Regions from separate parts of the Mus musculus genome. Here all the other regions are linked to region 1. A link is a contact called in public HiCAR-type, HiChIP or PLAC-seq and promoter capture Hi-C data. All regions are on one chromosome and are shown on one strand. The core of a region is the stretch at or near the end of the contact, and the rest is flanking DNA. Distances in the headings are between cores, read along the strand shown. Region 1 holds the start of Acp6 (acid phosphatase 6, lysophosphatidic). Region 2 overlaps Gpr89 (G protein-coupled receptor 89). Region 3 overlaps Gm40102 (a long non-coding RNA gene). Region 4 holds the start of Cd160 (CD160 antigen). Region 5 has its middle 24 kb from the start of Gm40102. Region 6 holds the start of Chd1l (chromodomain helicase DNA binding protein 1-like).

Region 1 (4,449 bases), core at 146-2,645:
AACTATAACTCACAGCCCTTCAGGAAAACAGAAATGACCATTAAGAGTATTTGCAACTGAACAAATACAGACTCCATGGGTAAATTCAACCCGGGGTGTTAGGGACTTCTGGTGCCCTTTTCTTGTATACTGTTAGGGGTTATTTTTTAAACAAAAAGCTAATTATTTGTGCTTTAATCATAATTATCCTGACTTATAGCCACAAAATTAGTTAATTAACTTTCCCTCCTTCTTACCACAAATCCTTTCCAGATTTCTAAACCTGACCTTAAAGAACCCCAAGATACAGTCCTTGTCCGCAATAAGACTTCACAAGATCTCAAATGGTCTCTGGCAAGCCCACAAGAAAAATCTGTATTAAGATCTGGTTCCAAAGGTGCCAGCTTGCTCTGTACTGCGGAAGCACTAAAGGTATCTCCTGGTACAATGATCTCTGTTATTAACAACCAGGCACTTACAAGGTCCTTGAACTCAAGTTCAACCACAGAACTACGAAACGTGACCCAACTCCACATCCGCAGAATCAGAATCTGCATTTAAATAAGAACCCCCGCCTGGGACATTCTTATGCATCTTTGAAAAGTTTCACTACACCAAGCAACTGAAAGTTTGGGGGGCAGGGGCTGCCCTAGCCAGGAAGGCTTACACACCACACCGGTGGTTTGGGATGAGCATGGGATGATGACTCCAGGCCACAGCCTGAGGGCCAGTCTACTGTTGTTTCCCTCTGGTCTGGACCCAGCCCGAGCCCCGACGGGGGACGCTAAAGTGTGTCCCCAAGAACCCCTCTGTGGGCCGCCTCTCACCTGCTCCTCCAGCGGGAGAGGCTTGAGCGGACTCCGTGCCCCGTGTCGAAACACCACCTGCACCATTTTCAGCTCCAGTAGGTTGCGGTCCACCGGACGCTGGCCATTAGGAGCCCGCTGCTCGGCCAGGGCCACCCGCCGCTGGTGGAAGCAGTAAGCCAGCGAGGTCAGGACACCCACGGGGACCCACACGCGCATGATGGAGGCTGTGGAAGCTGAGGGCTCCGCAGGCAACGCGGCTCAGCAGCTACTCAGAAGTTCGCGGGAACTGGAGGGCAAGTGCATCCAAGCTCTCAGAACAAGCGACTCTAGCGGGGCGACCCAGCGACAGTCAGGCCGGAGGTGGAGAGAAAGGGGTGGGAGCAGAAAGATTGTCTAGTAGTTTAAGCCTAGCGTCTGCCGGCCGCCCCTACTGCATGCAGGCTCAGTCAGGGCAGTTACTTGGACCTGAAACTTGCACTTCAAACCGTGTGAAGGGGAGGCCGCAAAAGCAGAAGTTCCTCGGACACCCGGGATTCGGGTCCACATTTTATAACCAAGCTCCCCACGCAATCTCCTGACCTCCCACGGACCTGCTCCAATTAAGTCTGCGCACAGGAGCACGGGAAAGTGAGTCCTGAGACTTCGTCCGATCTGGAAACTCAGACCCGTAAAAACTACAACTTCCACAATGCTATGCGCGGCCGAGGTCCCCAGGGAGGGCAGTTCCGTCGGCCCCCCGCCATGCTTAAGGTCCCGCCCCCCCCCCCCACGCCTCCCACGTTCCACTCCCAGTCCCGCCAGTCTTCAATTTAAGGCTGCCAAGAAGCCCCGGGTAATTAAGGGATTTCGTCTGTTTTTTTTTTTTTTTCCCTTGAGGCTTTGCCTGGGGTGAGTAGGGAGGAAATGAGGGTAAGGGGAGGCAGTGTTAGGATTGGTGGGCAAGGGGAGTAGTTTGAATGTGGAAGAATTCCCTGAAGTCCCCAAAGCAAGATTACTAAAGTCAAGACCTGAAACATCTATCAGCTGAGTGCTTCCTATTTGTGAAATTCCCTTTCCCCATTTTGTTTAAGAAAATTGAGCTAGGGATGTAGTTCAGCGGTAGAGCACTCTCGGGGCATGCGCAAAGCATTAGAGCCAGCGGTTTTTTTGTTTTGTTTTTGTTTTTTGTTTTTTCTCGAGTGATTATTAAGTACTTTTTTTAGAAAATTGTGAGAGAAAAAACAGTATTTCCCTGACCGGGAATCGAACCCGGGCCGCGGCGGTGAGAGCGCCGAATCCTAACCACTAGACCACCAGGGAAGTTAGGAGACAGAGGCTTGAGAGGGAAGATAGTAGACCTGGATTGGAGCCACCAAAGAGTGTCAGGAGAGGCCTGGAGGAATGGCGGTAGTGTTGTCAACATCTGAAGGCATTCTCCTAATCTTTTAACTGCGGAACAGTATCGTGGGCTTCAACTTCGAAATGAATTTCAAAGCAAACCAGTAAAAAATAGACTTGAAGTCTGTTTGGAATGGAAAGAAAAGCAACAGGAAAAAAAAAAAAAAAAGAAAAAAAAAAAAGAACATAACACACCTTACATGGCTATGGGCTTCTCACAGAATAGTCTCAGTTTATTAGAAGCCATTTGTAACCGATTTTAGGCAAAAGAGCTATGACAGAGAGATGCTTAGTGAGAGAACAAGACACCTGTGGATGGGTCTGGGCTTCCCATAAGAGATTCACAGCAAAATGTCTTAGCAGTTACCAGATACATTCTTTTAGTGACTCTCAAGATACATCTTGGCCCTGCGTGGTGGTGCAGGCCTTTAATTTCAGCATTCAGGAAGCAGAGGCAGGCATATCTTTGTGAGTTCAAGGCTAACCTGCTCTACAGTTGAGTTCCAGGATATCCAAGGCTACACAGAGAAGCCATGTCTGGGGAAAAAGAGAGAGAGAGAGAGAGAGAGAGAGAAGCACACCCCACCCCACCTCCTTCACATCTGGAAGGGTTGCTACACTTCACCCTGACCCCTTCTGGTTTCTGGTGCAACTAGAGGACAACTTCAGGGAACCTCATCTAGATTAGAGTCTGCTAAGGTAAAACCAGGAGCCCCTGCGGTTTCTAGTGAGAGTCTCAGATTGTGGATTTACAGCCACAAGGGGAGAATGGCCTTCAGTAAAGGAATCCTTGCTTGATGACTAGTGAGAGTGGGGACCCCCTTGTCTTCTTGTGTCCCAATAGTTTTCCTTGCCCTATCCTAGCTCAGACCCACTCCTTCAACTAGGTCTTACCTCTTTAAGAGCCAGTCAAGGTCGTAGGTGAGAGAGAAACTTTGTGATAGAGTCACTGCCTCCCCACAAGAGACCCACTGTGGACACTGCTGCATTTGAGACTGAACCTTCAGTACATGAGTTTTTGGGTAAACACTTAAGATCCAAAATAAAACACAAGACAAACCGAGACCTTCAGGGGCCCTGGGAAATACGACATTGGAACCTGAGTAGTGCCTTGGAACTCCTCCAGCTGGGGAGGGTGGCCCTCAGACAGGTGAGGGAAAGCATAGTACAGTTTCAGTATAAACAGATCCTAGTATTGGAGCAGCTTCAGCCTCTTTGGCTTTCTTAGCACGCTGGAGAGCCTTCAAGGCAATGGAAGGTTGGTATCTGGCTGCCCTACTTCCTGCTGTGGTGGACAAAGCAAGGCTGGTGCACACCCTGCTCCTCTGGCATCGTTGGCAATCACCGGGTGAGCATCATGAGTACCTTTGACCCAAGAGAGCAATAGCAGTGCCATCAGGGAGTGGGGGAGGGGGAGCCACAGCTGGTGAGGCTGGCAAAGGAAAGCACTACCTGTTAGCACCCGGGAGTCCTGACAATATGTACAGTAGTGGTAGTAAGCTGAAAGAGAAAAAAAAAAGTAAGAAGTCTTTAATCCCAGCACTCGGGAGGCAGAGGCAGGCGGATTTCTGAGTTCGAGGCCAGCCTGGTCTACAAAGTGAGCTCCAGGACAGCCAGGGCTATACAGAGAAACCCTGTCTCGAAAAAAAAAAAGAAAAAAAGAGAAAAAAAAAAAAAAAAAGAAGTCTTGAAATCATCCCGAAGTGGTGGCGCACACCTTTAATCCCAGCATTTGATAGGCAGAGGCAGGCGGATTTCTGAGTTCCAGGCCAGTCTGGTCTACAGAGTGAGTTCCAGGACAGCCAGGGCTACACAGAGAAACCCTGTCTTGAAAAAAAAAAAAAAGAAGAAGAAGAAGAAGAAGAAGGAGGAGGAGGAGGAGGAGGAGGAGGAGGAGGAGGAGAAGAAGAAGAAGAAGAAGAAGGAGAAGAAGAAGAAGGAGAAGGAGAAGGAGAAGGAGAAGGAGAAGGAGAAGGAGAAGGAGAAGAAGAAGAAGAAGAAGAAGAAGAAGAAGAAGAAAAGAAGAAGAAGAAGAAGAAGAAGAAGAAGAAGAAGAAGAAGAAGAAGAAGAAGAAGAAGAAGAAGAAGAAGAAGAAGAAGTCTTGAAATCATGCTCTGGGGACAGGCAAGGAGGGGACTCTGAGACAAGCTTATTTTGACCATGGTTTTACTATAAAATAGGGCTAGTTTGAGAAACAAGTAAATTTCCCTCCAGTAAATTTTCATGAGAGTTTCACTTAATATTATTTGAAACTCAGTGTTAGCCATGAGATTAACACATACA
Region 2 (4,403 bases), core at 860-3,359, 270 kb after region 1:
CCCCTGGCTTGCTCAGCCTGCTCTCTTATAGAACCCAAGACTACCAGCCCTGGGATGACACTGTCCACAGTGGGCCCTCCCCACTTGATCAGTAATTGAGAAAAGGCCTTACAGCTAGATCTCATGGAGGCATTTCCTCAAAAGAGGCTCCTTTCTCTGTGATAACTCCAGCTTATATCAAGTTGGCACACCAAACCAGCTAGTACAAGTATTAAAAACAATTTTAAAGAAAGCATATGTATCATAATTAATTTACTTAAAATGAAATAGCAGTATCTGTTTCAGCATTTCATATAATAAACAAAGGCAAAGATCAGCAGCCTGCCAATATTTAAAAATAAGCTTGTTGGCTGGTGAGATGGTGGTTAAAAGCACTTGGTGTTCTTGCAGAGGACCTAGGCAGGTTCCCAGCACTCGTGTGATGGTTCACAACCATCTGTAACTCCAGTTCCAGGGAATTCACGCTCTCTTCTGACCTCCACAGGTACCAGCACACATGTAGGCAGAATGCTCATACACATAACAAATAAACATAAAACAAACGTTGTAATGGGCTTGTATAAGATACCGGTTGATGTTGTAAGCAGTGTTTGCTTCCGTGACACAGATGGAAGCCGCTCTGTGTGTAGTGCCCAGTATTAACGTGCATCGGTGTTTTCAGGGATCTTGTCCATAGAGCAGCTCATCAGCCGGGTAGGCGTAATCGGGGTGACGCTCATGGCTCTGCTTTCCGGATTTGGTGCTGTCAACTGTCCGTACACATACATGTCCTACTTCCTCAGGTAACACATACTTTATCTCCTTCCTTTTTCACTGTTACTGAATATGTACCCTTAGTTGATTTTAATTTAGATTCTCTTATCTTAACCCCCTGAACACTGGGATTACAGGCATGTGCCACCACATCTGGCTCATTTATTTTCTAAGTGGCGAATTTTATGTCCCTTTGCATACACTCTTTAAATACATCTTTCCAGTGGACAACAGTGTGAGCTTCTCCCAACTACAGGAAATTAGTTCCTCCTTGACATCAAATAGTAGGAGACCATGCCAACTTAAGCATCTTTTTTAATTTTTACGCCTATGAGTGTTTGTCTATGTATGTATGTGCATTGTGTGTATGCCTGGTACCCACAAAAACATCAGATGCTCTAGAACTGGAGTTGGAGACATCTGTGAGCCACTTCCAGGTACTGGGAAGCCAGGTCCTCTCCAGCAGTGGCCAGTACTCTTAACCCCAAGCCTTCTCTCTAGCCCAGTGGTTCTCCACTTTCCTGACAGCTCCTCATCTTGTGGTGAGGAGCTTCAACCATTAAATTATTTTCATTGCTACTTCATAACTGTAACTTTGCCATTGTTTTAAATAGTAGTGTAAACATATTTGGAGATAGACAATTGCCTGAGGGTCACGACCCACAGATTGAATATATGATCTAGCCAATAAGCATTTATTTCAAATGTGTCTAGGTCAAAGCTAAGGAAGGCTGAGCACAGGGCACCCACTGCCGCACTAGGACAACAGAAAAATAGCTCTACGGAGTTTATGATGCCCAAGCATGGGATCCCAGACATCACTCATTTCTTGCTCATTGCAGGAACGTGACTGACACAGATATTCTTGCCCTGGAACGGCGACTGCTGCAGACCATGGACATGATCATAAGCAAAAAGAAAAGGTGAGGCTGGCACCCTGTGTCCCTGTAAAGAGCTGGTGGGACGCTTTCTTACTTGTTGTATGTAGGGTACTGAACCACGAAGCTCTACTCTCACCTCAGAGGAAGAAAATTCTTAAGTTCTACCCTCTGAATTTCAGCACTTCTCTTTAAATTGTTGGAATAATGTTTACTATTTGGAGGTTATGTACATATTTAACGTCACTGTGCAGAGGACAAGGCTATCATCCTTTACTCTAAGACTGTTCCAACTTCTTTTTCTCCAGCTACCTAAGCTCCTTTAAGTCTTCTAGACGGTGTTTTCCTCTCTACCCAGATAGACAGGGCAGTGACAGAGCAAAGAGAGGATTCCATCCAAGTTCAGCTTGGTGATCCTGTGACTTTCGTGAGATTACTCATAGGATCATGTGAGTGACCCGGGCAGTTACATCACTGAAAGCCCACAGTGTGGGTGACACCTCTTGCAGGCTCTAGTACTGGAGCCCCAACCCTGCAGCTTTGAGGCAGCTCTGTACTGAAGAACATCCATGGAGATGGATGCTCTCTCTCTCTCTCCCTCCCTCCCTCCCTCCCCGTCTCCCTCCCTCTCTCCTTCCTCCAACAGTTGCTCAGCACTTCTGTAAACTGTATATAGGAGGGACTTCTTTGAGTCTTAAATCTCCTGAATTTCATAAACTCCTTGAGACTCTTCTACAATGAAATGTTTCAGTCAAAAAAAAAAGTGCAATGTAAAAGTCATCCAAAAGGTATTTTTAATCTATATTTTCAAAGTGGCATTTTTATAGAATCTGTGTCACAGTAAGCCTACAAAGCCATCTGACATCACATTATTTGTATTAGAATCTTTGTCTACACCCTACAATGCATCCTTGAACTAGGCATTGTGTCTTTGTGCCTCTGTTTCCTTATGTGTAAAAAAATGAAATAAGCCACGTGGGTTGGCACATGGCTGTAAGCTTGTACTTGTGAGGCACGGGCAGGGGGATCAGGAGTTCAGAGCCTGCCTAGGGTACATGGTACATGTTAGTGACCTGGCTACATGGAAGGAGCCTGTCACATGACAAAAGGGAACTGTTAATGCATTGAGACCCGTGCAGCCGCTAAGAACAGCGAGTGATACCTAGCAAAGACAAGTACTGACATTATCAATAATCTGTGATAATAACTTAGTTTCCATAAGCCCATTTGCCTTTAACTTTATGAAATAGTCTCTGCTCAATATTATAACACATGTTCATGAAGCTTATTGTCTGCTGTCTTCATCAAAGTTATTATCCACATATGAGTGGTAGTAGTTTTGACTTGAGTGGTTTCACATTTCATATTTTCTCCTCCAACACGCTTGTATAGTTTGCTCCATAATCAAGTCAGAGCAGCCTTAATGGAAGAGACATCATAGACACAGAATAACAATGAAGGCTCCAAGTTACTGAGCAGTATTTGTCTCAGTTTGTACGTGTCTGTACTAAGTGTGAAAGGTGAACATGTGGCTGAACAGTTATTTACATGTCTGTACTAAATGTGAAAGGTGGACATGTGGCTGTACATTTATTTTGCTTGCAAATATGTTACTTATATTCTGTACTTTCTATAGAAATGTAAGGTTTTTAAAAAATAAAAAGACTGGGGGCTGGAGAGATGGCTCAGTGGTTAAGAGCACTGACTGCTCTTCCAGAGGTCCTGAGTTCAATTCCCAGCAACCACATGGTGGCTCACAACCATCTGTAATGGGATCTGATGCCCTCTTCTGGTGTGTCTGAAGACAGCTACAGTGTGCTCACATACATTAAATAAATAAATAAATAAATAAATAAATAAATAAATATTTAAAAAAAAAATAAAAATATTCAATAGTGATACACACACACATACACGTGTGTGTGTGTGTGTGTGAGAGAGAGAGAGAGAGAGAGAATTATATTATTTTTGTCCCCAAGGTTGTTCTTGCTTTTGTGATATTTCTTCTATAAATGAAAAGACACACCTGACATTTGAGGTAGAATCAGACCTGAGGCTGTTGTAGATGGACCCTCTTGCCCATCTTATACTAGCTATGGTTAGGAATTGGCTCTGACTCAGGCACATCACCCACCAGTTCTTGTCTGTCAGAATCAAGGGTGGTTGGGTCCCTCTGCGAGTCACTTGACTAGCTAGGCTCTCAGAGGAATTGGTCTCCCAGCTGGACTTGATCAGCACGGCCTCTTCTAGTGGGGCTAACGGGACATACAAACAGCTCACACACGGAGCCCTCCCAGTTAGCACAGGGTAGAATAACCTTTTGGCAAGTGTCCATAGCTGGGAGGAGTGGTGACCAGAACCCATTTTAGATTTCAGCACAGTGGCCTGCAAGAACAGTATCTGTTGTGGACAGGATGGGCAGGGTGGAATATACACGGAACCTGGGAGGAAAAGGCTTAACTTCTACCTCCAGTCAGGTGCAGTTAAGCGGTCCTTTAAACTGATCCAGATGGGGACAATGCATTCTGAGTGAAATTTAAGAACCAGCCCTCGAGCTTCCAATCAGCCATGGAGGAAAATTGGGGGGCTGTCAGTGAGAGTTGAGCAATTGCTTCTGCAGAGGATCTTAAAGATGAGCATTTGGAGTCACTGGAAAATGAGCAGAAGCAGGTAAAAATATATATATATGAAGTAACTGCTAGAAGTTTCTGGATTGTCATAAGTTGTTCCATGGCGTTCAGATTAGCAGAATACCTGGGAATCAAGGGTGAG
Region 3 (4,382 bases), core at 189-2,688, 400 kb before region 1:
AGTGAAAGGGCGCTCGGAGGCTGCCTCCGGGACTCAGTGGGTGTTTGTTCTGTAAGTGGGAGAACTTGCTCAGATCCTCACCGCCCATGTAGAATGGCACCCAGATGTATGCTGGTAACACCATTGGGCTGTAGAGACAAGCAGGTCCAGAGAGCTCATTGGTCAGCCAGTCTAGCTTAAACCATTAACCATAGGATCATTGAGAAACCCTGTCTCAAGCCAGTAAAGTAGGGAGCAATAGGGGAAGCTACCCAGTATTTGCTGTGTCCTTTGTGTGTGCATGGTCATCCATATCTTTATACCCCTCACATATTTTACTGAGATGTCTTCCTGGGGTGATGCAAACAATGTCTCACCTTCCTCCTAAGGTTCCAATGACAAACAGGTACAATTACACTAAGAAGCCAATGAGTTTATTGGGCTTACAGAGCACAGTGAGGGGTTACTTACTGTGGGTGCCCACCATGCCACACCAGGCAGTCTTAATCTAGGAGGAATATTGGCTTCTCCATAGCCACATAGATGGAGCCCTTCTCCCCAGTCATCCTCAGCCTGTATACTCTAGCGACATGTAATTAGAGCAGAGTTATGTACAACAGGTAGAAGGGGGCAGCTAGACACTCATTTGAGGTTCTGGTGACCACCCCTGCCCTTCTATGAGGGGAATCAACAGTCACCAAGCCCAGTGGGGATAATCCTTTGCAAGTTAGCACAGCTGAAGCCCACATGATGGCAGCTGTTTGTCTTGTAGAACAACTCTGTACAACATACACTGTATATGAGAGAAGGGGTTGGGGAGAAAGAAAGGAAGGAGAAAGAAAAGGGAATATGGTTACAAACTAAGAGCTAGAAAAACCTAGGAACATAAAAATTTAAACACATGACCAATGGTTTGAGTATGTTTTCTATTGCCATAGCAAAGACCATGACCAAAAACAACTTATGGAAGAAAGAAATTATTTGCGTTTACAGTACCAGAAAGGTAAGACTCTACTGTGGTTGGGAATCGGGGCAACAGGAAACAGGGAGCTGAGAGCTCATGTTTCAGACTGCAAACAGTAAGTCAAGAGCAAACTGAATGGCGCAGAGCTGTTAAAACTTCAAAGCCTATCCCCAGTGCCATTCTTCCTCCAGCAAGTCTACACCTGAATCTAGCCAAACAGCAGCACCAGGGGGATCCAGGCATTTAAACATCAAGGCCTGGGTGGGACATTCATGTTCAAACCACCACACCATCCAGAGCTAAAGCCAGAAAATTGAGACAGACTCCTAACTAGCAATGTGATTGGAGTAGTAGTTAAAAATCTCCCCAGAAAAAGAACTCAGGGGTGAATGTGGGCCTGGATACCAGTGGTTTTCCACGAATATCTCTGTCCAGGCCAGGTGCAAGGGTTCCAGCAAAAGGAAGGGAGTGCAGGCAGGAAGACAAAGTCTCTGCCACGCCTTCCAGGTCTCTTGGTAACTCCCAGCAGCTCTGAACTGAGCCGACTATCCAGTGAGGAGTGTGGCGGGAAGCTCAGTGGCTCTTCGGGAGAGAAGATCTCTTTCCAAGTTTACATACAGCTCTTAGAACAAAAGACTCAGACAAAGGAATAGTTCTCGAGTACTTTTAATTTCCTGGATGGATTTATATACAGTTCTGGGGGTGATTCAGGGTTCGACAGCAGGTATCTTACATTGGCTAGGACTGAGAGTTTGGGGGAAACCTCAAATTTGCATGTGGGAAGGCTTGGTGCTGTTCCTATATGACTGAAAGCCACCTGCCTCTCCTGTGGGGCCTGTGGGAGTGGTAACTTCAACAGGAGCCAGGGGTCCAGGAGACATGACGGAATGCCTTCCATCCCATGTAGGTGGAAATTACCACCCATTGGGTCCCACCAGGGTTCAAGACCTCAGCTCAACTGGAGACCAGGCTGTCTGTGCATAGCCTGTCCCACGGGTGAAGAGATTACTTCCTGAATTTTAGGAAAATATAAAACACTTCTTGAAATGGTCTACAAAACAGAAACAAGAATGAGCACTTCCATATTCATTCTATAAAGTCAGCATTGCCCTGACATCAAAACCAGGTATCACAGCATAACAACAACAACAACAACAACAACAACAACAACCCTACAGACCAATCTGATGAACGCCTGAAATAAATGCTAACAGAATGCTTGAAAACTGAGCTCAAGAACACATCGAGATCATACATCATGAGCAGCTTTGTTTCATCCCAGCAATGCCACACTGACTCAATATATGCAAGGTAGTAAATGTAACAGCATGCTAATAGACCTACAGACAAAACTCTTATGATCATCTTGATGGACGCAGAAAATGCATTTGATAAAGTTCAGAAGAGTCTTCGTGAATAAGTCATCGAAGAAAGTTGAAATTGATGGAGCACACCACAACCTAATAAAGGCTATATACAATGGGCATAGCCAATGTTATACTAAAGAAAACATCATTTATTTTTTTCTAAAAGTCTAGAATGAGACAAAGGTACCCATTCCTTCGATTCTTATACAAAATATGTTCAAACTCTGGCCAAAGCAATAAAACAAGAGAAATAGATAAAACAGATTTTAAAAAATGGAAAAGAAGTAAAAATATTCCTATTTGCAAATGACATAATTCTATACTTAAAAGACTTCACAGATTCCAACAGAAGGATATTAGACCTCTTTCGGTGACGTTTTAGGACGTAAAAATCAACATTATTTTTATGTATATATACTAATTTGGCTACACACGCATTTGCTGAGAAATCAGGGCAAATATCCCATTCACAATAGCTTCAAAAATATCAAGGAATATACCTAACCAGGGAGGTGGAAGACCCCTAAAATGAAAATATGAACACACTGGAAAAAAATTGATAAGACACTAGACTATGTCAAAAACTTCCTGGAGTGGCAGACTTAATATTATGAACATGACTCTACTATCAAAATCTATTACATTATAGATTTATCAAATCTATAGATTTAATGTAATCCCTATCAAAAATCTAGTGACATTCTTCACAAAGTCAGAGAAAACAATTCTAAAGTTCAAATGGAAGTACAGCCATAGGAATTTTAGGAGTAGAAAGCACAGTGCCAGAAGGCTCATAATACCTGATGTCAAATTGTACTTCGCAGGTTGTTGTGGTGCTTGGGAGGCAGAGGCAGAGGCAGACAATTTCTGAGTTTGAGGCCAACTTGGTCTACATAACAAGTTCCAGGCCAACCAGGGCTGCACGGTAAGACCATGTCTCCAAAACCAAACACAATTTACAGAGCCATAGTGACAAAGATAGTATATTAATGGAATAGAATGTATACCTTGGTAAATATACACATAATAGAGAAAATAAATACCCAGAAATAAACCCACATGGCTGTGGCCACCTAATTTTTGACAAAGTTGCCAAAATGTGCTTGAAATAAGATAACCTATTAAATAAACGGTGCTTGCAAGTCTGAATTTCCACAGGCGGAAAAATCAGCTTAGATTCATCTCTCTTACCTTTAGCAAAATCAGTTCAGTGCGAACCAAAGAACGTGATTTAAAACGGTAAACGCCTAAATAGCTAAAGGAAAACATGAGGAATACTTCAAGATAGAGATAAGGGCAAGAACTTTGAGGAGAACTCCAGTAGCACAAGACTGGGATCACGTGGTGTTCAAATGTTTCTGCACAGCAAGAGGACCTGCCAGCAGAGCAAACAGCCTGCAGGGTGGGAAAGACAGCTTTCCCCAGTATGCCTAATATGGGGTTAATATCTAGAACAACTAAAGAACAGCAAAAACTAAACACCAAAAAATCCAAAACTGCCCATTAGGAAACGAATCAATGGACTGAAAAAACAGTTCTCAAGAACTACAAACAGCCAGTAATTATTTTTAAAGTATTCAACAGCCTTAGCCATAAGGAAATTGCAAGCTAAAACTTGCCACGCAAGCATAAGGACCTAAATTCAACCCTTAGTGCACACACACACACACACACACACACACACAGACAGAGACAGAGAGAGAGAGACACAGAGAGAGAGAGACAGAGAGAGAGAGAGAGAGAGAGAGAGACAGAGAGACAGAGAGACAGAGAGAGAGGAGGGGAGGGGGAGTGTGAGGGAGAGGGGGAGGGAGAGGGAGAGGAAGAGGGGGAGGGGAGGGTGAGGGAGAGGGAGAGGGGGAGGGGGAGGGAGAGGGAGAGAGGTCATATGCTTATAACCCCAGCACTGGGGATGTAGAGAAGAGCTCCCAGGGGTTTATTGGCCATCCAGCCTAACATCACTGGTTAGGTCCAGTCCAATGAGAGACACCCCACCCCCACCCCATCTTAGTCAAGGTCTCTATTCCTGCACAAACATCATGACCAAGAAGCAAGTTGGGAAGGAAAGGGTT
Region 4 (3,853 bases), core at 730-3,229, 340 kb after region 1:
TAAATTTAAAAAAATACAGTTTTATTCAATGTGGCCACATTGGGATGAAGGACAAAGAGATCAAGTAAGCCTTTCAAGTCCATCTTTGGGGTCCTGAAGTGAGAGCTAGGTATTTTTGTTTGTTTGGTTGGTTTGGTTTTGGTTTTTCGAGACAGGGTTTCTCTGTATAGCCCTGGCTGTCCTGGAACTCACTAGGTTTTAAGGAGGGCTCAGAGACTGAAGCTCCATGGTTAAAAAGCACTTGCTTTCTTATAGAATCCCCAGGTAACTCCTGAAGATATATAACTCCAGTTTCAGGGAATCTTTATGCTTTCTTCTGGCCTGCAGTGGGCACCAGACACAAGCACAAACACAAGAACAAAAACTATACATATACACAAAATAAATAAACCTTTAGAAATATAATCTAAATAGAAGGCCAAAGATATGCACAGCTGAGCAGTCCCCATCAGGGTGTGGTTCTGTCCATCTTTGTCTGGGCTTTGCTCTCATCCCATCAAGAGACCTCACGGGTTTTTAGAGAATCTTGCTGAGGGACAAATCCCCACCTCAGGCCGCAGACTTTTCCTTCTCCCGGCAGAAGACTCTTGGGGACATTTCTACTTCTTTGACTCCATTCTCTCAATGGTCTGATAGTCAACTGAAGAAACAGCGTCTCATTTCTGGCAGACCCAGTACAGTAGGAGCTGCTGCAAACAGAAGAGCAGCAACTGCTTTGTCCACCCAAAGCTTTGAAGCTGCGATGGCTGAGCAGGGCCGCGTGTATGTGTCACGGGGCACAGTGAGGCAGACTGTCCTTTTGGTTAAGAAGTTGATTCGGTGAGTTTTTAATGCCTTGGACATACAAACAGGCAAAGACCAGCATAGTCTGGGGTGTGAGGAGAGTTTAGTCCTCAGCATCACGGATAGACAGAGAGCCTGGCAGGCCTCTAATGGAAGCTCAGGCCGGGGAGGCAGAGTGAGTCTCTTTTTCTATGAGTCTCAGTGGAGGAAGATTCCATAGCATGAGCCTGTGGTCGGGCTAGAGAAGGAAATTCCAGGGAAGGGATGTGTAACTCCCAGGTTGTGGAAGACGTGTGGGGGAGGGCTACTCTAATTGAAGTGTACCCATTATACAGGTGAGTGGGTGCGTTAGCATGATGTCAGGGAGTGTGTTTGCTGACTCACAGATAGGGTCTTCTGTAAGGTGACTGTCTCCCTGTAGCAGCAGGGAGCCCAGAATCAACATTATAACAGATGGGTTGTGCTCTGAACATCGCATCCTCTGGGTAAAGGCTACAACCAGCTCTCAGAGACATGCTCTTGGTGGCTGTGAGACTTCAGGCGAGTGTGGGCTGATTAGCCATAGGAATGAATCTAACACCAGGCCAACTATGATGTCTTGTTGTTGTTGTTATTGTTGTTGTTGTGAGGCAGAGTCTCTAGCCTAGACTGGCCTTAAACTTCTGATCTTCCTCCAGTCCTAGGGCTACAGGTCTGGTCTATTTTTAGTGCCCCCCAAATAGCCATTCCTTGCCCACCATAGTTTCAGACTGACATCTTAAGACTAAAAGATAAAAGCCTTTTTGGGATGAATTAACTTAACAAAGCCCTACTTCAAATCAAAAGGTATTCACGGAAAAGATGCAGCACCTTTATCCCCGAGAGCATGTCTTCTGGTCATTCTGTTACCAGTGTCCTCCTTCTCACGCCTTCATTTCCAAAGGTAAAGAAATCTATTTTAAGGAGTCATTTTTTCTCAGTCTTCTTTGAACCTTAGTGCATTTCAAAAGAGAGAGAGAAGTCAGGGGGTGTGATGGAGCAACAGGAGAGAGTAAAAACTACAGGGGCGGGGGAAAGAAAGACAGGAAGACCCCCTCGCTGCTAAAAACCCATTCTGTGGTTTTTCAAAGATCAATGGTGAAAGGCCGAGCTGTGACGGAAGTGGGGAGATAGGGTTTTTAACAAGAGCAAAAGGCCCCGTGTGGGAACCCAGAACACACTCAGCGTGAGCCCCCAGCTTGAGAGCAAGGAAGAACATCTGTCCTGAGGTAAAGAGGCCTGCTGGGAACCTGGGCTCTGGGAGGAGAGATGGAATGCTTAGCAGAACTGTTCACACAGGGCAAGCTCTCAGTTAAGCCAGTGAGAAGCTTGCTTCTCAAAGGCAAAACTAAGGCAGAAGCTGGTGGCACACGCCTTTAATCCCAGCACTCAGGAAGCAGAGGCAAGTGGAGTTTGAGGCTAGCCTGCTCTACAGAGGGAGTTCCAGGACAGCCAGGGCTACACAGCAGAGAAACCCCTGGATGGTGGGGGCTGGGGGGGGGGAGATCTAGAAGGGGGGGCATAGAGACAGACAGAGAGAGACTACTCATGTCAGATGGTTGGTATGCTCATCCTTCTCATGGGCTTCAGGTCCTTGGCTGGTTCAGACACGCCTTAAATGGCAGAGGGCCACACCACATTCCTAAGAGGGAAGTCTCAAAGTCTCAGAGAGCACTTTAGAGTTAAGCCTGGGCAGCTTAGCTCACACATGCTGTGCTGAGTCCTACAGGCTGCTCTCTTTAGTTCTGTGTTCGTGAGAAGACAGTAGGTGAGAGTCATCCCTTTTCATAAATATCAAGGAGATAAAGATCACTGCAAGAAAGCAACCAAAGGTTGCCAAGCCTGCGCTAAAGCCCTCAGGCCCAGCCTGGGCTGTGAACTACCTTCATGGAGCGTCTCTGAAGGGTGTTCATGTCCCAGAGGTCACACACTGGAGACGACAGAGCAAGGGCAGCCTTTAGCCACGGCATGATTTGGGCAGAGGAAGCCAGCCAATTCATTCCTGGGTTTATAAGAAATGGACAATTCTCCCTAAGTTCAGTCCCGGCCACTTCCTTGGGGGAGGGGGGGGGGAACACACCTTCTGCCTGTGAATCAGAGGTGGTTGTTAACCAAGGGGATGTGTGACCCTCTGCAAGTTCAGCTCGCAAATGGGATTTGTGAATCTGGGGATAAAACGCATCTCCGCCTGTGTCAGTCTCGACTAGGGAGCGGCCAATTGCTTCCACGGTAGACTCTGCCACTGGTAGAAAGCATGGGTTATCGTCAAAGCTGCCGGCAGCTGTCATAGCTGTCGCCACTTCATTAAACTAGACAGGGGTTGTTCCTGCAGAGAACACCCACGTGGAGGCTCAAAACCTCTAGAACTCCAGTTCCAGGGGATCCGATGCCCTCTTCTGGTCTCCACAGGCACCAGGCACACAAGTGATCACAGACATGCATGCAGGCAAAACAGCCCTACCCGCAAAATAAAATATTGAAATTTAAAAGGAGAAATTCTGATAGATATAGGATGGACACTAGATCCTAAAGATAGATATTCTTCTCTTGTATATTCTGTAACTCTGTCTTTATAGAATTTGTTTCCTTGCTTATCCTATACCTTTTGCTTTAGTGATTTTAGGCTCTTTTTTTTTTTTTTTAATTTCATATGTTATGAATGTTTTGCCTATACACACACGCACCACACGTTAGCCTGGTGTTCATACTGACCATGGTTAAGCCAGCAAGAAGGCTTAGGACAGTGGTGGGTGCTCTCAAACTGGAGTCACAGACCCTGGTAAGACACCGCGGGCGCCGGCACTCAACCCTAGCTTCTAAAGAGACAGCGCCCTCTAGCGGATAGAACTCCGGGCACTGCCCGTCTGCTACACATAAGGTGCTTGCTCCTGGCATCAAGGTGATTTCTGCCAAGAGAGTCCTTATCCCAGTAGTCCCCCGGGCCTGAATTTCTCCCTTTCTAACCCTCTGTAACCTGCATCCTCAATTCTGTTCTTTAGTGTCTGAGAGAAGAGAGGTGGCTGTAAGAGGAACCAAAGGGTTCCTCCAAACG
Region 5 (4,232 bases), core at 1,250-3,749, 360 kb before region 1:
GTGTCCCCGAGGTTTACGACACTCTTAAGATTTGATGGCTTTCTTTATCTCTCCAAAATCCTTTGAGGAAACTAATAATACATTTTTTTTTGAAAATTCTAATTTAATGGGAAAAAAAGAAATTAAGTCATGTAAGCTTAAGGGATAAGAAGAGGGAATCGGTAACTGCTCAATGCCTTCTGGGGTAAAGGAAGAATAAAGCTATATCTCACACCGTCTTAATAAAAACATCCAGACACAGCCAGGCAGAGTTCATCTCGCAAGCCCGGGCTGAAGCCTGGGGAAATGAAGGAATTAGCTTCCTGGATGCATCTCTCCTGTCTCAGTAGTTTGCTCACACTGAATGCTGTTTGAAGTGCTTTGTTTTTAGAGGCCAGGTGACAACACATGCTTGTGAGCCTCTCTCGAGTCCCCCTGCCTGGACTCAGCACCACTGACAGCGGTGTCTTTGCGACCCTCCTTTTTCATTCAGCATGCACAGTGAAAGACGGGAACGCGACTGCTTAGGGCAGTCTTTAACGGCTGTGAGTAAATGTTTCTCTTGCAATAGAAATATTTGCTATTTTTAATTTTCCCAAGAGGAGGACGTAATTGAGAATATCACCTAAAAATAAACTTTGAGCACACAGGACCGTTTCTTTTTCTCTTCTATGAAGCTTTGCCAAGTGTTTCTTTCCTAAGTCCCCAAGGCAAAATGAAACCATTGTTCTGCTGGTATTCTGCAGTCTGTCCTGGCGTGGATTACCCATTTTCCTTCTATGGGTTGCAAGTTGTTCTTATGAGGGCCTTAGGGTTTCTATTGCTGTGATAAACCCATGACTCAAAACAACTTGGGAAGGAAAGGGTTTATTTCATCTTACACTTCGGGTAACATGTCACCAGGGTAAGGCACTCAGGGTAGGGGCTGATACAGACATCATGGACAAACACTACTTACTGACTTGTTCCTCATGGCTTGCTCAGTCTGCTTTCTTATGCAACACCAGCCTACAGTTGGTACTACCCACAGTGGGCTGGTCCTTCCTACATCAAGAAGATTGGGTGTAGCTACACCCAAAAGATTTGCCTGTAGGCCAATCCTATGGAGGCATTTTCTCAGTTAAGAGTCCCTTTTCCCAAACAGGTCTAGCTTGTGTCAAGTTGGTGTAAAACAAATGGGTACACCACACACCACATTTCATTCATTGGTTGTTGTGAGAGCCCAGATTATTAACCTCAAATGTGGCTGAGAGAGTTTTTTCTCAGGGGCCAAGGAAGCTAAAAGAGGCTGAGGAGAAGAGAATTTTCGAACGCTCACACACATAAAGGATGAGTACCTCCGAGGGGAGTTTATGGTCCTCTCTGTGGACTGATTCAAAATAGGGTGAATATCTGGTTGCTCAGTGGTGCTGTAGAGGATTGATCAGTGCTTCTCTGTTGGTCAGGCTTCTCCAAATCTGTGGAGTCCCCTTGCTGTCTTGCTAATGTAGAAAGCTCTGTGATATAAGGCCTTCAGAATAGCTGACTATGGTCTATTCTGAAAGTCTATTATCTTCTGCTAGTGTGCTAGCATCTCCCACGAGGGGCCAGCCTGTGTTGTATCCCTTCCTTTCCTTTCCTACAACAGAGCACAGTGTCTGGTCCAAAGAGGACAGCAACAATGTCTGCTAACAGGCCTGAGCTGCGACTCTGTACCTACAACAGTGAACGTTGGCTCTGACATTACAGGGAAGGTAGAAGCTGTGTTAGATACTTAGTTTCTTCCTTTAAGGGTCCCACCCTCAATGCATATTCAAGGCATAGAAACAAAGCATGACAACGCCTTTGATAGCGGGGTCTCCTGACTGGCTTTCTGTTTTCATAGACCCTATCACAACTGACCAACAGCTACCAGGACAACAGATTGCTGTTCCCAGACCCTTCCTTGCTCATCCTTTGAGCTTGGGGATCCGTTTCTTTCTGGTGATTTAAATTTGGAACTGCCTCCAAGATTTCAGCCCCGTGTATCAAAAGCTCCCAGAATTTTTCTGCAAAACTTCCTTGATTCAACCAGCTCTGCCAGTTGGGGTTTCTGAGGAAATGAACCAAAGCTGGCAGCGGTTGCCATGGTGACCAAGTCTCTCTGGAGTGAAGTCAGGGGAGCATCCATTTAAAGGAAAGGGGGAGCAGTATTGTACTAGGATGGCCATCTGCTAAGAATGAAGTGGTCTTGGAGAAAGAACTGAGCTGAGGTGGGGGGGGGGGGCAGTGGTGGAGCCTTAGGGGATGTGGAAGCACTGGAATAGAAAATCTGTTTATCAACAACTCAGGGAGATTAAGGGAAGTGGCCAAGCAGCAATGCCGTTTTAACCTAGGAGAGAAGATGCATCTGCATGGATCCTGGGAGCAGGGATTTGTGTTTACTCAGAATCCCTCGGCATCCTGGGAGTGGCAGCAGGGCAGACGGAGGAATCACCCCGGGCTTGGCACAGGTGAAATCTGCTTTGTGTAGAGTCAACACACCTGTGGAACGGACATACCTGCGATGGCTGCCAGCCACGCTCACAGTACGAGTCCCTTAAACCAGTCGCCACAGCATGAACAGGAGTGCATCTGTGTGCAGCAGAAGCGTCCTGGAAAGCAAAATGTGTTCATGGCTCTACTGAGAATCCCTAAACCAGGGTTTTATTGACAGGGGCAGAAGTGCCTGTTGCATAGTTTATCTCAGTCAAATCTCATCTTGACATTTTTTTTTAAAAGTCATTTTCTCAGAATCTGACGAGTGCTCTATCTTAAGCTACAACATGGCTAGCATATTTCTTCAAGATGCTTGCAGGTGATGCTTGCACGTGAACCTGTGGGGTAACTAGAAGACAAGCTGTATTCACCTCAGAATACTGTACAAAGATGCTCTCCTCCAGAGGAAGCCAGAGGCCTTTTTGGCCTCTCTTTCAGAACTCCCCTCACTGTCTTTCAGGATGATGTCAGGTCACAAAACAGCCTTTGCCTGAGGAAGGATCTAGATTGAAGTTGGCCAAATCTTTACCAGCAGGTTACACTCTTGAAGGACAGCCTCAGCATACACGAATGTGTTTCCTGCTCTTTCCTTTCGATTCCTTCTGCGGGCAGCTCCAGCTACATTCCTTTCTGTCTCCCCATAGGCGGGCAAAGTCCAGTGCTCCTGGTGAGGAGACATGAGGTTGGCAGCAGAGGGCAAGCTCACCCATCAGGCCAGAGCACGGGTTTCTATTCTCCTTGCTGTCCATTATAGCTGAGAGGTCTAGGCTGAGGTTTGGGTGGTGGGAAGTGAAGAGAGGTGGCCCTGGCTGCCTGCTTTGTTTTCCGCCCATTCAAACAAGCCCAACTCAAAGGAAGAATTCTCTCCAAGGTATAGTCCAGGCCACGGGGATCTTGTGTTGGGAAAGTTTGTGGAGTGTTACTTGCTTGCGTTTGCAATTTCCCTGGTCTATGGCCCTCACCACCTCTCCACTCAGAGTTGATAGGTCAGGGACAGGATCTGGTCATGACCACATCTGCTGAATTAAATACCACTTATACAATTCCAATGTCACCCCCAACAGTATCCCGGTTCTATCCCAAGCAATATCTGGCTCAGTGTTCATCTCATCCCTTCAACTTCCATTTCCTCATCAAGTTAAGATACAAGAGCACTAGCTAACTTAACGTCGGCTTATATAGCTAGGAACTTTGAACAATTCACTGCTGTACTTTTTAAAAGGATTTCTTTATTTTTCTATTTTGAGAATGTATTCACGTGTGCCAAGTGCATGCCTGATGCTCAGAGGCCAGAAGAGGGCATCGGATGTTCTGGAGCAGAGGGTACAGGAGCTGTGAACTTCCCGATGCGATGGCTGAGAATGAAACCCAGGTCCTCTACAGGAACAGCAAGTACGCTGTAGCTCCCCCAACGCTATTCTTATGCTGAGCTTCCTCTCCAGCCCCCATATTTATTGTTTTAACTTAAAAATATCTATTAGTCATTTGAAAACAAGTACTATGTTTTATTTTTGTCAGTGAAAGCATGAATGTAATGTATCTTATATACTAGTTCCTTAATACACAATTTTTTGACACAGAAAAATTTTTAAAGTTTACAAAAAGGGATTGGAGAAGTCCCGGGATACTCCCCTGCATGCAGGAAGGAATTTCCTCTGAAACTTCCACAGCAAGCGGGACTGATTCTCTTCATAGGGAATTCCTGTGGCCTCACGTTTAGCCCCCTCACAGGTGAACCAAATTTGTGTTGGGAAATG
Region 6 (4,444 bases), core at 575-3,074, 450 kb before region 1:
AGAAGCCCTTGAAAGTCACACCTTCCTCTCAGGAGTTTGAGGAAGCCTTGCCACCGACAAGCTAGCCTACAGGGTCAGTCCAGCCCCACTATGCAACGCCCATGGCTTTGGTCGGCATCAATCACTTTCTTTCCAATTTTAATTTTATTCCTAGATGGAGGGGAAGAAAGCGGTTATAAGTGAGTGGAAAGCACTTCAGGAGAACCGGAGTGCCTCCAGCTACAGCTTTAGCACTGTCTGCCTGGACTGTTAACTGAATTCTATTTCCCCAGTACAGGGGAAATCTGGCACACGAGGCACACGATGGCAGTGTTGGTTAAATAACAGCTGATACTCAAAACCAACCCTTGGTAAGCATTTCTAGTGACTTGGGGACTCAAGAGTACGGTCAGAAGTGCTGCCAGAGTTTTGATTTGGGGGGACTCTCAACAAACCAGGTCCAGCCATTTGCCCCTCCCCCCCCAATCAAATGGAAAAACGACTAGTGAAAAAAGGACTGTATTCAATACAGCTCTATTGGAAAACGGGGGCAAGTTTGTTCAGTTCCACTGGTAAGGGACAGATAACACACTATGTTCTTGTAAGAGCCCACTAGTAGTTCATATTATAAACAAGAAACTTCAAGTACCCACTGAGAACTGTTTTTTTTTTTTTTTTTTTGAGTTAATCTTTAACCTCAACGTAATTGATCACAGAGGGGTGCGATGACCTTGGTGTATCTGACACCTCCACTCTTGATCTGGTTGTACCTCAGGTCTGGTTCTGTGTGTTCCTGGAGAAGTCTGTATAACGGGATAATTGATCACAGAGGGGTGCGATGACCTTGGTGTATCTGACATCTCCCCTCTTGATCTGGTTGTACCTCAGTTCTGGTTCTGTGTGTTCCTGGAGAAGTCTGTATAACGGGATGGGTAAAGTCCCTTAGTCATTAGAGGACTACTTCTGCATAGTGGGGCCAGCCTTGGTCCTTCTTAGGACAACGTGGCCATTAGTTATTTGTTATTTGTTTTTGTTTTTATCACACATAGATGTTCTGTTTGAATGGCTACTCTTGGAATCTTGAGGGGATGGGGGGGGGGGAAGTTCTCTCGCACTTTATTTTTAAGAAAAGGTTTACTGCACCTTAGGCTGGTTTCAAACTTGTGTAGCTGAGGCTGACCGTGAGCTCCGGTCCTCCTGCCGACAGCTCCCTAGGGCTAGGATTACAGGTGCTCACCCTCATGCCCCACCCGAGGGCTTGGTACATTCGAGGCAAGCATTCTGCTAACTGAGCTTTGATCTTTATTATTTATTGACACCTTCCTGCTTTGCAGCCCAGGCTAGACTGAACTCACAAATTCTCCTGCCTCAGCCTCCCCAATGCTGAGATTACAGGAATGTACCACCAGGGTCTTTTCTTTGAATGTATCTTGTCACTACACATTTTAAGAGATAAAGTTAATCTTATTTTGGTGTTTTTAGTCATACATGAAGAAAAAGGTTAGATAATATAAGACGTATCTACCTTGTAGTACTAGTTTTTAGGCATGTGCATCGTAACTGAAAACATGGAAAGCTGCTCAGGAATCGGACCCAAAGTTTAAAGAAGACAGATAAGAAATTAAGGGGGGGTGGGGAGCTTGCCAAGTTTTGAGCTTGCTGTTAGCTACCCAAGCAACCCAAGTTAGGAGTCAGAGCTTTTAGCAAAGGCAGCCTCTAGGTCCTAGTCGCAGACGCACACTTAGACCAGAGTCTTCCGCACCTGCGTGCTAAGGAAGCGTGGGAAGGCGCGCGAGCTGCGCCCTCTGGCGGCGGTGCGTTGTACTCCGCACGCGCGGGAGCGAAGGCGCGGGGCCTCTCGGGATGGCGAGCGGCTTGCCGCGCTTCCTGCAGGCGCTGCCGGCCGAACACGGGCCGGAGCCGCTTCGGACGCGGGTGCAGGAACCGGACTTACAGCAGTGGGGCTTGACTGGTGAGCGGGCCGGGGACGCCCGGGGGCGGGCGGGAGCCGGGAAGGCGCGCGGCAGCGCTGGCCTACGCGGGGACAGCGGGGGAGCCAGCAGCTTCCCGGCCGCTCTCGCTCCTCCCAGTCTGCGTTTCCCTGCCGACTGGGCATGCGCACTCACTTGTTGCGGCTCCCTAATGAACTCTCAAAGTTGCGCTGCCCAGCAAAGTTTGTCCTGTCCTGTGCCTCTTGTGCTTTCGTATTAAGCCCACTTGCCATTACGAGTCCCAAGTGAGGGGATCCCACATGTGTGGACCCCAGGTGTGTAGGCTCCAGATGTGTAGACCTCAGTTTGTAGGTTCCAGATTTAGAGACCGCCGGCCTGCAGACCCCAGTGGACCTGGAGCATCCTCATCCTGCGGCGTTCTCTCTATTCCACATCCCAAGACTCCTTTCCTTATGTGTCTGCTGGGAATGTAGTGCTGGTGTAACGGAAAGTCATAATGACTCACCAGTTGTCACCTCGTGGTCGTTATTTGTTGCTGTCGAGAGAGTACTGTGGGGTATGGGGAGCAGATAAACAAAATAAATAGCGGCCCTAGGACCCAGTTTCTTTACTAGCGGATACGTGCTTTTGAAAGCATAAGGAAGCGCTTGACTTACACGTGCCAAGTACCACCAAAAGGTGAGGGTTTGGAAAGGCAACAAAATGTGCCTTTCTGCCAGGCGGTGGCGCACCCTTTAACCCAGCGCTTGGAAGGCAGTGGCAGGTGGATCTCTGAGTTCAAGGTCAGCCTGCTCTACACAGCTAGTTCCATGATAGCCAGGGCTATGTAATAGAGAGACTCGTTCTTTAAAAAAAAAAAAAAAGTTCCGTTAGCTTAGAGGAGGGGCAGATGACGATGAGGGCGAAGTGAAAGACAAGCAGTTCATATTAATATTTTCCATTTATATTCAACTTTAAAATTTTTATTTTTGAGATTATAGTTACACCTCCTCTTTACTTCTTTACACTCTCATAAACCCTCCCATTCTCTCCTTCAAATCCATGTTCCCTCCCCCCACTTAATCGTTATCCTATGCTTATACCTATGTACATAAATACTCCTAGATATACTAGTTCAGTGTGTTTAGTGTCACTTGTATGTACGTTTCAGGGCTGACTGGTTGGCACTGGACAGCCAGTTGGTGTGCTCCTCCCTAGAGAAGACCCCTTTTATTGCTCTTAGCTTTTCTTAGTTGCCTGTAGTTCTTTGTGTAGGATTGAGGCCTCAATGGCTCCTCTCTGTTCATTTTGGCATGCTCACTGGTACTATCTGCATGTGTGGGCAGTCATGTTGGTGACAGTGTAAACAAAGCGTCTGGTGTTACTTGGAGACACAATTTGACAACAAAGTTTTTGACCTTGCTTTCTGTCCCCTCTTCCACAATACCTTAGGTGTGGATCTATCCATTGGGACTGAGTTCTACACTCTGCATTCTAATTGGTTGTGGTCCTCTCTATTGCTCTCCATCTCTGTCAAAGGAAAGTTTCCTTGATGAGGGGAGAGGACTGCGCTTATTTGTGGGTATAAGGACAAGTGTTAGTAGAAGGCAGCATTACAGCTCAGGGTTCTCTGATTCCTGTTTCTCAAGTCCTTCCACCTCTGGGCATGCACCCTAGGTCAATAGAAATGGACTGTCTATTTTGGGGATCTCCTGGACAGCCCCGACAGCACAGTTCAGTTGCCCTTTCTGTTTACTAGAATAAATGCAGTATTCAGAGATGGCAATCCATTGAAAACCTTCTGGCCTTTCTTCCCTGTATGTGCTCATGAAATAATTTATGCCTACAGAAAAAGAAATTTTAGTTTACAATCCTAACAACTCAAAAGAGGGCTTCTCATGTCTTCTATTTGGGTTTTTATTGGGTGGTCTTTGGCTCTGGGAGGGAGCATTGTCAGCCCAGGTGAGAAGAGTGTGTTAAAGCTACATATGTATATTTATACACAGATTTACATTATTATAGGTTTGTTTTGGTTTTAGATACGTAACTGTATGATTCTTTGTGACTTTTTTAGATACCCGTACTGTTATTTTACCCTCCTTTTTCCTTCTGAGTAGTTAGCTAGGTTTCCAGTACAGGTCAGACATGTTTTCCCTCTTGTTGAGCCAGTCTTTTCCCTTCCTCCCAGGAGAGTGCCCCCCTCCCCTTTATCATTCTCCCTATCTGTACCTGATTTAAATCTGGCTTTGTGGACTGGCCTTAGTGTATTAAGCTTATCTTGATTGATGTTTGTCTGCCTATATGCGTGCCAGTGGCCTTGGGATTGATACTTTAAAATATGCAGAAGGGCCAGAACTGTATACAGATCAAATCCAGCTGCATGTAATGGTCCAGGAGGAGCCTATGTGTGCAGGGGCATTCTTGATAAAAGAAAGTGAGCAGACAAGAGGGTGCAGGTTTGAATGCATGGGATAGATATGAAATGTAGATATTATCACAGCCAAATACTTATTACAGTTATGAATTTAATATTT

Evidence for each region. Promoter capture Hi-C pulls out the DNA fragments that hold promoters and counts their contacts. HiCAR-type assays count read pairs that join an accessible place to other places. HiChIP or PLAC-seq counts read pairs in DNA pulled down with a chosen protein or histone mark.
Region 2: an H3K4me3 HiChIP or PLAC-seq map of bone marrow-derived macrophages shows a contact between it and region 1, with 2.3 times the contacts expected there. The contact joins the enhancer-like site here to the promoter of Acp6 in region 1. A contact is called at or near these places in 5 of 39 promoter capture datasets (the HPC-7 cell line, cranial neural crest, hippocampal neurons and 2 more), 5 of 115 datasets of contacts at active chromatin or transcription factors (bone marrow-derived macrophages, embryonic forebrain, embryonic limb bud and 2 more) and 3 of 9 other capture datasets (adipose tissue, embryonic stem cells and liver).
Region 3: a contact with region 1 is called in an H3K27ac HiChIP or PLAC-seq map of embryonic stem cells, with 2.7 times the contacts expected there. The contact joins the enhancer-like site here to the promoter of Acp6 in region 1. A contact is called at or near these places in 5 of 39 promoter capture datasets (cranial neural crest, hippocampal neurons, liver and 1 more) and 3 of 115 datasets of contacts at active chromatin or transcription factors (embryonic stem cells and forebrain).
Region 4: a contact with region 1 is called in a promoter capture Hi-C map of hippocampal neurons, with 2.3 times the contacts expected there. The contact joins the promoter of Cd160 here to the promoter of Acp6 in region 1. A contact is called at or near these places in 5 of 39 promoter capture datasets (the C10 cell line, embryonic stem cells, hippocampal neurons and 2 more), 1 of 484 Hi-C or Micro-C datasets (embryonic stem cells), 7 of 115 datasets of contacts at active chromatin or transcription factors (the SCID.adh cell line, T-cell acute lymphoblastic leukemia, embryonic stem cells and 3 more) and 1 of 9 other capture datasets (embryonic stem cells).
Region 5: a contact with region 1 is called in a promoter capture Hi-C map of hippocampal neurons, with 2.0 times the contacts expected there. The contact joins the enhancer-like site here to the promoter of Acp6 in region 1. A contact is called at or near these places in 5 of 39 promoter capture datasets (the 3T3-L1 cell line, cranial neural crest, embryonic stem cells and 1 more) and 2 of 115 datasets of contacts at active chromatin or transcription factors (acute myeloid leukemia and embryonic forebrain).
Region 6: a contact with region 1 is called in a HiCAR-type map of astrocytes, with 2.2 times the contacts expected there. The contact joins the promoter of Chd1l here to the promoter of Acp6 in region 1. A contact is called at or near these places in 7 of 39 promoter capture datasets (the 3T3-L1 cell line, cranial neural crest, erythroid cells and 4 more), 1 of 484 Hi-C or Micro-C datasets (embryonic stem cells), 3 of 115 datasets of contacts at active chromatin or transcription factors (astrocytes, embryonic forebrain and embryonic stem cells) and 1 of 9 other capture datasets (adipose tissue).

Annotation. Positions count from the first base shown.
Region 1 is chr3:97,155,723-97,160,171 of GRCm38.p6, reverse strand. It overlaps Acp6 (acid phosphatase 6, lysophosphatidic), which reads right to left and starts at 1,395. Exons shown (of 10, transcript NM_019800.4): 1 at 807-1,395. The coding sequence starts at 1,004. It overlaps n-TEctc12 (a tRNA gene), which reads right to left and starts at 2,087; the gene lies at 2,016-2,087.
Region 2 is chr3:96,887,182-96,891,584 of GRCm38.p6, reverse strand. Gpr89 (G protein-coupled receptor 89) reads left to right here. Exons shown (of 14, transcript NM_026229.4): 6 at 662-782; 7 at 1,596-1,676. Among named protein-coding and RNA genes, the nearest start is that of Gpr89, 16 kb to the left of the region's middle. Within about 2 kb of position 2,109, at least 13 of the 459 cell types and tissues checked have an H3K27ac peak or open chromatin away from gene starts, as enhancers often do. A contact at or near this core is called in bone marrow-derived macrophages and macrophages, where this site is marked.
Region 3 is chr3:97,552,682-97,557,063 of GRCm38.p6, reverse strand. All of the region lies in intron 2 of Gm40102 (a long non-coding RNA gene), which reads right to left. Among named protein-coding and RNA genes, the nearest start is that of Gm40102, 8.6 kb to the right of the region's middle. Within about 2 kb of position 1,438, at least 3 of the 459 cell types and tissues checked have an H3K27ac peak or open chromatin away from gene starts, as enhancers often do. A contact at or near this core is called in embryonic stem cells, where this site is marked.
Region 4 is chr3:96,812,647-96,816,499 of GRCm38.p6, reverse strand. It overlaps Cd160 (CD160 antigen), which reads left to right and starts at 1,979. Exons shown (of 5, transcript NM_018767.3): 1 at 1,979-2,030.
Region 5 is chr3:97,520,383-97,524,614 of GRCm38.p6, reverse strand. No RefSeq gene overlaps it. Among named protein-coding and RNA genes, the nearest start is that of Gm40102, 24 kb to the left of the region's middle. Within about 2 kb of position 2,499, at least 35 of the 459 cell types and tissues checked have an H3K27ac peak or open chromatin away from gene starts, as enhancers often do. A contact at or near this core is called in hippocampal neurons, where this site is marked.
Region 6 is chr3:97,607,570-97,612,013 of GRCm38.p6, reverse strand. Chd1l (chromodomain helicase DNA binding protein 1-like) reads left to right here and starts at 1,824. Exons shown (of 23, transcript NM_026539.2): 1 at 1,824-1,951. The coding sequence starts at 1,843. It also overlaps a transcript of Fmo5 not described here.